2 separate regions of the Mus musculus genome follow, and region 2 is linked to region 1. The links are chromatin contacts, called in public HiCAR-type maps. All regions are on one chromosome and are shown on one strand. The core of a region is the stretch at or near the end of the contact, and the rest is flanking DNA. Distances in the headings are between cores, read along the strand shown.

Region 1 (6,860 bases), core at 1,364-3,863:
GAGGCCAAGCAGATCAGTTCAGTCAGAACCCAAGAGAAGATAGGTTGAATCAGTCAGCTTGGAGAGGAGTTTGAGCCAGGACGGCTGAGTTGAACCAGCCAGCCAGAGTTCAGAGTGAACTAGAAAAGGTGAGTTATTCAGCAGTACGCCTTCGAGATGACAATTACATCTGGTGAATAAAAGTTAAAGGGGGGGGGGGCTGGAGAGATGGCTCAGCAGTTAAGAGCACTGGTTGCTCTTCCAGAGGTCCTGAGTTCAATTCCCAACAACCACATGGTGGCTCACAACCACCTGTAATGGAATCTAATGCCCTCTTCTGGTGTGTCTGAAGATACCTACAGTGTAACTCATATAAATAAATAAATCTTTAAAAAAAAAAGTTAAAAAGGGGGTTGTAGGGGAGAAGAAAGATTAGAAGTTCCCCAAATACTGGTGGGTGAATGAGTGCCCAAAATAGCACTATTTACCAATGCCAAACAGCAGAAACAATTCAAGTGTCCATGAACTGATGGAAATATAACCAACTATATACCCCAAGCAGTGCACTATTCAGCCACAAAAAAGAAATACTGGTACATATTATAGCAAAAATGAACCCCAAAACAAAACAACAATGCTCTCAGCCTGCTGTGGTGCAAAGACCAAATCCAGATGACAAGTGTGTCACTTTTTTTTTTTTTTTAATGTGCATTTGTGTTTTGCCTGCATGTGTGTTGGGTCTCCTGGAACTGGAGTTAGGCAGCTGTGAGCTACCATGTGAGTGTTGAGAAGTGAACCTGGGTCAACTGGAAGAGCAGCTAATGCTCTTAACCACTGAGCCATCTCTCTAAACCCTGATGTGTCACATTCTTTTTTTTTTTTTTTTTTAAAGATTTATTTATTATTATATGTAAGTACACTGTAGCTGTCTTCAGACACACCAGAAGAGGGAGTCAGATCTTGTTACAGATGGTTGTGAGCCACCATGTGGTTGCTGGGATTTGAACTCTGGACCTTCGGAAGAGCAGTCGGGTGCTCTTACCCACTGAGCCATCTCACCAGCCCCGATGTGTCACATTCTTAATTTTTTTTAATTAATTTTTTTTTTTTAATTTTGAGACAGGGTCTTTCTGTGTAGCCCTGGCTGTCCTGGAGCATACTACATAGACCAGGCTGGCTTCAAACTCAGAGATCTGCTACCTCTGCCTCCTGAGAACTAAGATTAAAGGCATGAATCACCACTCCTGGCCTGATTTTCCTATCTTTTAACTGAGTATGTATTTATGTGTGCATGTGTGTGTTTGTTGGTATACACACATACTCATCTACTGAGATCAGATGTGTGTGTGTGTGTGTGTGCGCGTGCGCATCTCCGTGTATGTGTTGATATGGACACAGGAGTGTCCACCAAGGTCAGAGGTGTGGTGTGTGTGTATGCATATGTATATTGACATGCACACAGGAGTGTCCATGAAGGTCAGAGATGTATGTGTGTATACATGTGCATATGTGTGTGTGTGTGTGTGTGTGCATGTGTACATGTATGTATGTTTGTTGGTTGGTATGCACACATGATGTGTCCACTGAGGTCAGAGAGAACTGAGATTTCAGGACTGCAACACCATGCTGAGTCTCTACAGAGCTGGAAATCAAACCCAGGCTTTGGTCAGGCCAGGTACCACCCCACCAACTCGATTCCAGACCAGCAAGGCCTTTCCTGACAAAGCAACAGAATAAGCAGGCCACATTCCTGGTGTTGGGAATATTTGTTGTGGCCTGGAGGGAGGTCGAACAGACAATCAAGAAATAAACACCTGATACTTCTGGGAGAAGAAGTGATGGGGAGAGCCAGGCTGCATGAGGAGAGGATACAGAGGCAGCTGCTGAGGGTGCTGGGCTGCCATGCTTTGTCACAGGGACGCCAGGAAGACCTCCCTGATTGGTGACATCTGACCTGAGATCTAAGGAGCGAAATGCCCCAGGCTGGCACAGGCAGCCCAGGGCAACAAGAGGGAAGGTCACAGGTATCCAGAGTACAGTGCAACTTAAGTCTACTATCAACTTCTAAACGGACTATTTATAGGGCAGTGTAGACTAGTGTCTCTCATTTGTCTTAAAGAACAAACAGGAAAACATGCCCACCTATCCTAAGAAAAACAGCCTGTTTGTGAGGGCTGTCCACGACTGCAGAGATCGGCTATATCTCTGTGGCTAGAGCGCCCTCTAGTGTCTCAGGGATGAGCTACATTTGGCATTGGGGCTGCATGCTTCCTTTTTTTACGTTAAACTTTTATTTTGGACCCAACTTAGCCTTCTCCAAAGGCCACTGTGAGATTAGATAATAAGGCAAGAGAAGTTTACATGCCTCTACATAAGCCCCCATTCCTTCTAATCAATGTGTATGTGACAATGTTTTAATTATATGCATACAAATAAATACATTTAAATCTTTCAAAAGCTCTATAGATGGGCTCATGTTAAAGGGGAAAGAGGCCATTTTAGAAATATAGAACGGTTTTATTTTGTTGTTTGATTCTAAGACAGGATCCCACGTGACCCAAGCTTGCCTCTAGCTTGCTATTAACTAAGGCTGATCTTGAACTTCTGATCCTCCTTCACCAACCCCCAAAGGTAAGTTACCTCTGACCCCTACATGAGCTGTGTCATCAGCACCTGTCCACACACTCTCACACAAAAACATACAAACAAATAAGAATTGTAACTTGCCAGGTATGGTGGTGCACATCTCTAATCCTAGTACTCAGGAGGCAGGGGATCTCTGAGTTTGAGGCCAGCCTGGTCTAGAAGACAGCCAGAGCTACAGTGTGAGACTGTCTCAAACAAACAAACAAACAAACAAACAAAAAACAAAACAAAGAACTATAATTTTCAGAAAATGAAGAAATTGAATGTGGCACTCGTGAAGGGGAAGGGGCAGAGGTATAATGAAGGCTTTGTTCTCATTTATATTTTGCAGTATTGGAAGGTTGTATCAATCAGTATCTGAAGGGTTCTGCGGCTACTTGCAGAACACCAGCCATTCTCAGCGGCTGCCACCAGCTCCCACATGCTTATAAAAACCACAGGGACATTGGTTCTCAGCTCTTTATTATTAACCTCTGTGGATCTCAGAAGCCTAGCTAGGAGAAAGACATGGTCTCCCCGGTAGTAGGTCAGAGTGCCAGCTGAGGCCGACTGCCAGAGAACAGGGTTCTTTGTACTCCTGGCACTACCAGCTCTGTAGCCCACATTCCGTGCCTGTTTTACCAAGTATGGGACCTGCAAATACTGAGGAAGAGGTGCAGGCAGGCTCTACAAGGCAGCCTGCAGTCCAGAATGTGACCAACCGGTCCTTCTGGAAGATGATTTGACAGCAAGCTCCAAAAGGCTGCAAAAGCCATAGGCTTTGAACCTGCAAGTTCACAAGTCAAGAGCTGCCTCCAGGGATCCCCCAGAAGGCAGAGAGGGAGATCGACCCCTGCATGTCCCAAGAAAGAAAACTCAGGGATCGACTAAATGAACAACTGTGGTTGTGGTCATACACAAAAACATGTGCATACATGCAAAAATATGATAGTCTGTCTTCTAAAATAATCAGGAGGAAAACTCTAAAAGATGGGCTGGGGCACTAGCTCAGGAGCAAAGGCCTTGTCTGACAGGCGCGTGTGTGTGTGTGTGTGTGTGTGTGTGTGTGTGTGTGTGCCATCTGTGTGTGTGTGCCGTGTGTATGTATCACGTGTGTATCATGCAGGGAAATAGCAGATATCACTAAAGCATCTGCATTATTAGCTTAAGAACCTAAAATAAGAACAAAATAAAATAAAAAGAAATAATGAACTCTTCTCTAAACCCGGTGGGAGGGGGAATGAGGAAAAAAGAAAGCTCAACTCTGAAGCCCGTTTATTAACCAAACCATTTGAGAAAAGTTATTTAATTGGCTTAGTGCATTCTGTGTTGCCATACGAATGCCAAAGAGTGGGTGGGTTAATTCACAGAAAAGCTCTCTACTGTCAGGCACTATAGTATGTACATACACATACGCATGCATGTAACCCAGCACTAAGGAGTCTCTGGGGCTGCAGGATCACAAATTGCAGGCCGATCTTACATAGACAATGAGACCTTGCTTCAAAAGTGGAAAAGAAAGAAAGAAAAGGAAATATAACTTTCTCTACATTTCTGGAGGCCAGGAAGACCAACCATTATGCCTTCTCTCTGAGTCAACCCACAACGGAAGGAATGGTGGCCAGCAGGCACTGGCCGGGGCTATGATGCCTGGCATCCTAAGTTTGTCCCCAGTGCTACAAAAACAAAGAGGAGGGGCAGAACTCACATGTACTTTTGGGGCACTAGTTCAGGAGCAAAGGCCTTGTCTGGCAGGCTTGTGTGTGTGCCATGCGTGTGTGTGTGTGTGTGTGTGTGTGTGTGTGTATATGTGTGTGTGTATGTGTGTGTGTGTATGTGTGTGTGTGTATGTGTGTGTGCCTGTGTCTGTGCACGCACACACATGTACATGTGTGTACATTATTACTTAACTATCTGTCTTGATATTTAGAAACAGGGTCTCACATAGACTAGGATGGCCTTGAATTCACTATATACTAAGGATAGCCTTGAACTTCTGATCCTCCTGTCTCCATCTCCAGAGTAATGGTATTACAGTGTGTACCACCATGGTCAGCTTATGTAGTATTTGGGATTGGACTCAAGCCGTCACACATGCTAGGCAGGCACTCTACCAACTGAGCTACACTTCCAGCAACCCCACCCCCGGCGTACTTTTATGACAAGGCCACTCTGAATCATGAACACAATCCCATAATATCAGCATCAGCCCCTTCGTGAGACAGAACCATCATGACCTAATTACCTCTTAAAGGTCCCACCTCTCAGCACTGTTGCTTTGGGGATTTCATTCCCACACATGACTTTGAGGGACGCATTCAAACCACAGCAACAAGCTATAAAAGCAACATGAAATAAACTGAACCTGCTTGAATGGCAGTGGATTTATATTCATACCCAAGTGACCTATATGAAAACAAATACCATTTCCTCCATAATATCTTTATTACCTAATAAAATTCTAAACCTGTTGAGCCCACGAGCAAAGTGTAGAAAAACAAATGACTTACACCGAACACACCACAGCTGCCAGGAAAGGTGTATTGTTTTACAATTAGCAACACTTTTCCCCTTAATAAAATTCATCATATGTACCAGTAGCCCCTCCCTCAAGGAGTCCAGCTGTGCCCCAGCTTTCTCTCCCCATCCTCTTAGATGCACATTCCTGACCTGGTGTGCTACTGCACACCTCTTGGGAGATAAAGGCAGGCCAGTCTCTGTGACTTTTTTGGGTCAGCCTGGGCTACATAGTGAGTCCCAGGCCAACCAAAGTTACATAGTAAGGCCCTGGTCAGAAACTAAATAAATAATGAAAGTGAAATATATACACTTAAATAAATTAAACAATGAATTACTGAGTTTGTGACACACTCCCACAAAACAATACTGCTAGCAAATAAATACATTGTTAGAATGCAGTCCAAGCCGGGTGTGGTGGTGCACGCCTTTAATCCCAGCACTTGGGAGGCAGAGGCAGGGGGATTTCTGAGTTCGAGGCCAGCCTGGTCTACAAAGTGAGTTCCAGGACAGCCAGGGCTATACAGAGAAACCCTGTCTTGGAAAACAAAACAAACAAACAAAGGATGCAGTCCAAAAAAATCATTCTGGGTGCTTTGAGAAAACTCTAAGAATACAAGTCCAGTGTCTTATGACCTCAATGTCTTCAAAACAGAATCGTTCTTGGACTGTAAGTCCACGCTCCTCCCAGGTATAGCAGGTAGGAGAGAGTTCACTTCAGATTATTCATTACAATTGGCTACTGTCAGTTGTTTATATGCCTCTATGGAAAAACATGGTTTGCCACGTGAGGTGATTCTTGAAAAACCTCAGAATATAAAAATTATCTGATGCTCTGAATAAAATTGTTATCACATGAGATTTTAGTTCACCTCATTTATCAGCTCCACTCTCTCAGGTCCCACCAACTCTAGAGTGGCAAACAGCATGCACCCTCTCTGCATCTCCTTGAATGAAGTAGTATAAATAGATTGGATCAATGAAGATGTAAATAGTTATATACATTTGGCAGCACATGAGCACCTATAAAAATAAAGTTCTGATACACACTGCAACCTGGGCAAGGCTTCAAAGTGTTAAGCCAAGTGAAGGAAGCCACAAACCAAGGGTGTGAGGAGCGGGTGTGGCGGCAGTCCCAAAGACGCCAGGGACTGCAGCTAAGTCGTATGACTTGCACCTGACTTCCTCATATAAGCCACAAACATCTTGAGAGCTGGGCAGGTGTACCAGGATACTGGTGAATTCATTTTGATGGAGATATGCCCCTGCTGCCCTGATTAGCTGAAGCTGCGTGCCTGGTGAGGTGGCGTGGCCTGCTGTGCGTGGATGGGAACTGAGAGTATAAAAGAGTGAGAGGCCCAGGGTTCGGGAGAGATATAAACAAGGGAGATATAAACAAGAAGAAACAGGACTGAATAAACGTGTGCAGAAGGATCCTGTTGCAGCGTCGTTCTTCCTGGCCAGTTAAGAGAGCGCAAAACAAGGGGTGAACACTATCAATGCAACATCCAGATTGGATACATTCTGAAAAAAACGAGGCAGTTTCCTCTCAACGGGGTTGGAGGCAACAGAAAATGCTATGGATGAACTGATGATGGGTATATTACAATGTAACTATAAACTTTATATTCAGCTGATGGGTGTATATTACAATGTAACTGTAAACTCTATATTCAGCTGATGGGTGTATATTACAATGTAACTGTAAACTATATTCTGCTGATGTGTGTACATTACAA
Region 2 (6,697 bases), core at 1,868-4,367, 410 kb before region 1:
GGATTTCTGAGTTCAAGGCCAGCCTGGTCTACAAAGTGAGTTCCAGGACAGCAAGGGCTATACAGAAGAACCCTGTCTCAAAAAAGAAAGAAAGGGAAGGGAAGGGAAGGGAAGGGAAGGGAAGGGAAGGGAAGGGAAGGGAAGGGAAGGGAAGGGAAGGGAAGGGAAGGACAGTCTAGTGGATGAAATGGCTGCCATCATCACTTAGTCTGACAAAATGACAGACACCAAAAACATAGCCACAAGTCAGTGTTTTATCTCTGACTTTGCTACCATGTCATACCATCTAACCTGTTTGGCAACTGGTAAGGTGACTAGCAATACAAGAAGTTAAAGGCTGCAGCTGATCACTGGGAAGCAAGCAGACATCAGGTGTCCCTGTATGCCTTGGACACACCTGTTATCCCAGCATGTTAGTGCCCCCATTTGCACTATAAACACTGAGGTTTGGATAAACATGGTTTTTCACAGAGTTTACAATCTAATAGAACAATGTGCATTACTGGCCAATAAAAACCTGGAGAAAAGAAGCAATTGGAACAGTAAAAGTTAAATGCTGGACACAGGAAACCAAAGACAACTTGACAAAGGTGAAAAGGTAGACAGGATTTGTAAAAGAAGCACGAGAATACAAACACACAACCTAAGAATATAAGAGAAGCCCCATGAAACGAAAGGTTCTCTGACACCAAGGGATGAGGAGGAGGCACGACACAAGCAGCACTCACTTAGCTTCTCTCTCTGTATCAAGTGCCACAACAACCAGATCTCAGCTTCAGACCGCCTCAGTATCTACTTAATTAAGGCACCATCTATTCATCCATTCATCAGCCAACAGCACCAAGTCCCGATTCATGCCAAGGCCATGCTAATCCCAGTGATTCAGTAACACACAAAAATCAGAGTCACATCATTGCCTTCATTCAGTCCACAAACCTGCAAGAAGACAACAGTGCAATGGCCAGCTGTGAAGCCTGAGTGCAGTAGTGCATTCAGAAGCCTATGAGCTTCCCCTTCGATTAATATTTAATATTGCCACAATTTAGTATGCTCAGATTGCCTGAGATTTCTTTCTCAAAAAGTACAACCAGGGGCAGGCTAGGTGGTTCAGCTTATGAAAGAACTTGTCACATAAGTCCTGAATTTGATTCCTCAACCTACTTAGAAGTGGAAGGAGAAAATAACTCCACAAACAGCTGTCCTCTGATTTCCACTGACATATCATGGTACATTGCCTCTCTCTCTCTCTCTCTCTCTCCCTCTCTCCCTCTCTCCCTCTCTCCCTCTCTCCCTCTCTCCCTCTCTCCCTCTCTCCCTCTTTCCCTCTCTCCCTCTCTCCCTCTCTCCCTCTCTCCCTCTCTCCCTCTCTCCCTCTCTCCCGCTCTCCCGCTCTCCCGCTCTCCCTCTCTCCCTCTCCCTCCCTCCCTCCCTCCCTCTCTCTCTCCCTCTCTCCCTCTCTCCCTCTCTCCCTCTCTCCCTCTGTGTGTGTATGTGTGTGCATGTGTATGTTTGTCTCATATACAAACACACACACACCTCTGCTATGTTGACCTTCTGCTTGAACAAGACTTTAGGAAGCAATCTCACACTTAGTCTTGTAACAGAGACACAAGCAGGTGTCATGTCTACTCAAGTGAGCTTCATAGTCTGTCAGCTCCTCTGCTGCCCTCTGACATCACCCTGACCTACCCAGCCTTCCGGAGTCATGAGGGACAGCATTTTTCCTCCCACTGCCCAGGTCAGGAGCCTCCTCGGAGCATAAAAGAAACTGTTTTGTTAAGAGCAGCAATTGTGGCACCTGCCTGAATCAAATACTACAAAACCAGCCTGGTCTGCATATACTCCAGGCCAGCTAGGGCTTCATAGTGTGAACCTTTCTGAAAGAAAGAAAAAAGGCCATAAACATTGGAACCAATGTGTACTAGGAGCTGACTCTTCTGCCTCCAGAAGTTTTCTGAAGCCAAGCTATCCTTGTCTTCTGATATTCCTCAAATCCCATGGCCTGAACAGACAGTTGTGGCAGCCAGCCATCATCATCAAAGGAAACTCCCTGTCCCAGCACTGGTCTTACAATAAGAGCAGTTGCTGTACTTTAACCCCTGAATTTCTAAAAACCTTTAAGATTAGTAACAGAAAGCTCTTTCTATTCCCAAATCCAATACAAGTGATAGTTATAGAAGGAATAAAAATTTAGAACCCAATTTGTTCCTTGAGGAATTAATTCTGGGCTCTACATTATTATGTGTGTGGGTTTTTCCTGAACACCTATTCTAGCACTCACTACCACTGCTGCCCACTCTAACTCTCTCTTTCTCTATCCCAAGCCCCAGAACGCATGCATGCCTGTTCAACACCATTGGTAAGTCCCTCCTACACACACTGTCTGTCTTAGTCAGTGTTCTATTGCTGTGAAGAGATACCACGACATTTAACTTGAACTGGCTTATAGTTCAGAGGTTTAGTCCATTATTGTCATGGCAAAAAGCATAGTTGCATACATATAGTCATGGTACTGGAGAAGGAGCTGAGTTCTATATCTGGACCAGCGGGCAGCAGGAAGGGAGAGCAACACTGGGCCTAGCTTTATCTTCTGAAACCCCAAATTGCACCCCCAGTAACAGGCCGCCTCCAACAAGGCCACACCTCCTAATAGGGCCACTTCCTGTGGGCCTATATTATCCTGATTCTCAAGTGAGAACCCAGAACTTCAGAAAGCAGATGTGAAAGTCACTGTGAGCACTGGACTTTGGAGAATATGTATTTCATTTAATAATAGTCACAAGCATATAAATTAGATTCACTTATAAGATCAGAGCTATCTAGTAGAATCTAATAGGCAATAGGGTTCTTAAGTTACAAATATCTAATTTTATTAATTTTACATAAAATTCCAGATAAATTATATAAAAACAAGATTAAATTAAAAGAAATATGGCTATCTTATATATAAATTGTTTTTTAATAAAGAGACATTAAAACATGGTCCAAAGCAAAAGATGCCTTACATATAACAGTCACTCTGTATTTCAAACGAAACTGTCCACCCCAGCAGTGGTCACAGGAAATGCCATGATAGCCTTCCTCCTCCAAGTTTGGTGCTTCCAGCATTGGCAATGGCAGCCAGCACTGAGGTACAAGTCCATAGTCCATTCTCACAATTATTAACAATCCCCTTGGGGCTTGTCAGCAGGGGTTAAGTTAAATCCTTATGTATTGAGAAGCACATAATTTGAAAAAGGTACAGGGCCAGTGAGCCTTGACGTTATCAGGCATTGAAATGCTAGAAAAAGGTGTTTTGTATAGTTTCACTAAAAGATCTAAATATTCTGTTATTTCTGTATTTCACTTGTTTTCCTAACTGTAAAAACAGCTCAACTTGGTCCTTACAATTAATATGCCATTTATCAATCACATGTCTAATTTTGAGCTTATTTGCCAAGCACTCACAATTTTTACCACAATCTACATGTAAACATATGACACAGATTTCTTTACCCAAATTATATAACCCAATAAGTTTCCTGGTGGCAAAATGTGTCATTACATAACACACTCATCAGGTGTTCTTACACAAACAGAAAAAACAGAAAGAAAAAAAAAAAAACAAAAAAAACAACTAGGTTTAACTGAAGTCCATTAATACTGAAAAACCAATCTCAAAAACATTGGTAGAAGACCGAGTCAGCTTTAAAACATGACTCTACCCCAAACATATTAAAAGAGAAACTCTACCCTCACACAATTAGGGGAGTTATTACATCTCTATCCTGGTGAATTTTCAAAGGCTTTCTGTAAAGATACTTTTTTGGTCATGTTCTCATTTTGATAACTAGGAAATTAGAATTTAATCTGCATAACAGCAGTATTTTCAATCTAGCTCAGTTCTAAGAATATGTGGAGTCTCAAAGGAACTGAGTTCTCTTATCCTTAGATTGATGTAGATAAATGGTAAAAACAGAAATAATCCTTTTCTTTTCCAACAGGGACTATGTAAACCTTCCCACTCTAGGAGTCAGTCCCTAGTCACTTTCAGATGCCTCAAACTTTTACAATAAAGAATTCAGCTAGAGCCTTCGCTAAACAAGGAGTCAACTCCGTAAGCAGAAGTCACATTGCCTCACTTGACCTACAGAGAAAGCATCACTAACCCTAGATAGACGTTCATTCTGCAAGAGGCATGCCAGAAACTGCACATCGAGAACTGACAATGGATGCTATCCTGACACTCAGAGCCACAACGGCTCTATCACCTTTAGCCCTCCGTCCTGGTAACCAGAACTCTGTTAGATTAGTCAGCATCCTAGCTAGCACTTCCCATCTGTACAGCTGCTGGAGGTAGTGCTTACTGACAACTGACAAGCTGCTTAGCACTGCAGAATTTGATAATTCATGTCTTACCAAATTTTTACTGACTTGGAAGAAAATAAAACACCAATTAAAAGCAGATGTCACTTTTAATGCTAACTGGCTGAGAAACTTAGAAATTTTAACCCAATGTGGACACAGAACGGACCCAGCTGACAGTTTGGACAGCTAAGTATTCAAAGTTTCTGAAGTCCCAGGACTTTGAAAGTGATTTTCCAGAACTTAATTCCATGTGGCTTTAATCTGGCAACCATTCAAAACAAACAGTGTCAGTGGTTATCTCAAAGTCAAATTTACTATAACACTTTTATAAAGGCTACATGATCAGATCATTAGTAAACTAAATATTCCCAAGATCTGTATTTTATGTTCTTACATATCAAAATTCTGCAAAACACATTGTACCACTTTCAAAACTGCACCCAGCAAAAATTAATATAAAGACTAACGAGCTTGCTTAACATGCCTTAACCCAAGGGCCAAACAACCTATAACTTGTCATCAACAATCTGACTTAAATACATTCTTCGATACTATATGGTTTAAATTCATTGAGTTGACATTCTAACCATGAGTTCTGAACAATTTTTTGTTTAGATTTATTGTTATTTTATGTATTGGTGTGTGTGCCTGCTTGTCTGTGTATACAAACATATGCATGCAGATTCCTGTGAAAGCCAGAGAAGGTGTCAGAGCCCTGGAACTAGAATTGTAGGTGGCTGTGAACTGACCAGTGTGGACACTGAGATCTCAGGTTCTCTGCCAGAGCAGGTAGTGCTCTTAACCATGGAGCCATCTATATAGTCCCTGAACAAGACTCTTGAATTGGATGTTTTGGCTAGCACTACAAAAGTAAGTACAGAAATACACAGACAGACCATGATGAGCCACATACACACATAATTGATAACACTAAAACCCAGAGTCTCTTGCAATAAACCTAAGTTCTGACATTGAAATAATTTAAAGTATATAAAGAATCATAATGTTCTCGAGACAAACGGGCTAGTAAATTTTCACACCACTCCATCTTATCACAAAGTGACCTGTAATAAAACCCCATATCTCAAAGACACTTAAATATAAAATATCAAGCTTTTAACAAACAGTCACAGTGACATCAATAAACATCCTACCTCCATGTCTGACAACACAGACTACAACTTTGGAAGCCAGGTCTCCTCTACTGACCACTTCCAGTTTCCCACAGCCATCAAGCAATCTCAGAATAAATCCCATAGACTACTCCCACAATGGTCCCAAGCACAGCCATCCAAACCTATGAGATTCAAGGCCTCACAAGCCCTTAACTTTGCAAACAATCACTGAGCTGAACAGCTGGAAGGAGAAAGACCCAGGAGGATCCTGGGCAGTTTCATGTCCCACATATAGTAAAGGGAGAAAGCCTGGCATGAGAAAGGCATTAAGGGAAGAAAGGAGAGGTGGTCGGGGAAGGAGACTGGAGAAGGGTTGCGCTGCCACCCACGGCTCGCTTTGCACTTTCATCCTGCTTTCTGCATCGTTGGTAGTGCAGAGATCTACCACATGCAGCACACGTGGCAGGGCCTGACAGGGTACCTGGCTCTCAGCTCTTCTACTCTGTTTATTCCTAATATATATTCATCAGACTTACAAGCTGCTGCAGAACAAGGGCAGCCTCTGTGCGAAGGAATGTAAACTTCTGACATGTGCTGAAACCTGGGCTTGCCACCACTAATGAGCACATTAAAGGGAAAATGCTCACTAGCTGCTTGCAACCTGCTTACTTACCCTATGTGCGTGATTCAACATCAATTAAGACTAGCTGCAAAACCGGAGCAGGCACACTGCTGCCACTCTGAAATTTTCACATTGCAATGGCTAAAAGCACGGTGCACAACACTGCTGAACATGTATGTGGCCAGTCAGCCTCAGTTAAGATTCATGAAACATGGAGCGGGAGAGATGGCTCCGCAGATATGAGCACTTCCTGCTCTGGTTGATGACCAGAGTTCAGTTCCCAGCCCCCACATCAGAAAAACTGCAGTTCCAGGGAATCCAACACCCTTATGACTACTTTGGGCACTGCACGTTCATGGTGCACATACAAACAAGCAGGCACATACACACATACACATAAAATTTTCAAAAAAATATAAAACTTTTACAGATTGTGAAACTTGTTGGAAAGTTAACATTTTCCCCTAACCTTATTTGTTTCTTAAGCATGAAAACAGGACCTCTGGCTGTGTGCAGCAGAGACACCCAGAAGCAAATTGCGTACCTTTTGATTTATTCACCAGCTCCATCTATGAACTTAATTATCTAAACTCCCCAAGAACACAGCAAGAAT

What was found. HiCAR-type assays count read pairs that join an accessible place to other places.
Region 2: a HiCAR-type map of kidney shows a contact between it and region 1, with 3 times the contacts expected there. The contact joins two enhancer-like sites. A contact is called at or near these places in 2 of 115 datasets of contacts at active chromatin or transcription factors (embryonic stem cells and kidney) and 1 of 9 other capture datasets (liver).

What each region holds. Positions count from the first base shown.
Region 1 is chr14:122,186,439-122,193,298 of GRCm38.p6, reverse strand. The region is part of intron 1 of Clybl (citrate lyase beta like); the gene reads right to left. Among named protein-coding and RNA genes, the nearest start is that of Clybl, 8.2 kb to the right of the region's middle. Within about 2 kb of position 2,613, at least 17 of the 459 cell types and tissues checked have an H3K27ac peak or open chromatin away from gene starts, as enhancers often do. A contact at or near this core is called in kidney and liver, where this site is marked.
Region 2 is chr14:122,599,336-122,606,032 of GRCm38.p6, reverse strand. The region is part of intron 6 of Pcca (propionyl-Coenzyme A carboxylase, alpha polypeptide); the gene reads right to left. Among named protein-coding and RNA genes, the nearest start is that of Gm46487, 28 kb to the left of the region's middle. Within about 2 kb of position 3,117, at least 6 of the 459 cell types and tissues checked have an H3K27ac peak or open chromatin away from gene starts, as enhancers often do. A contact at or near this core is called in kidney and liver, where this site is marked.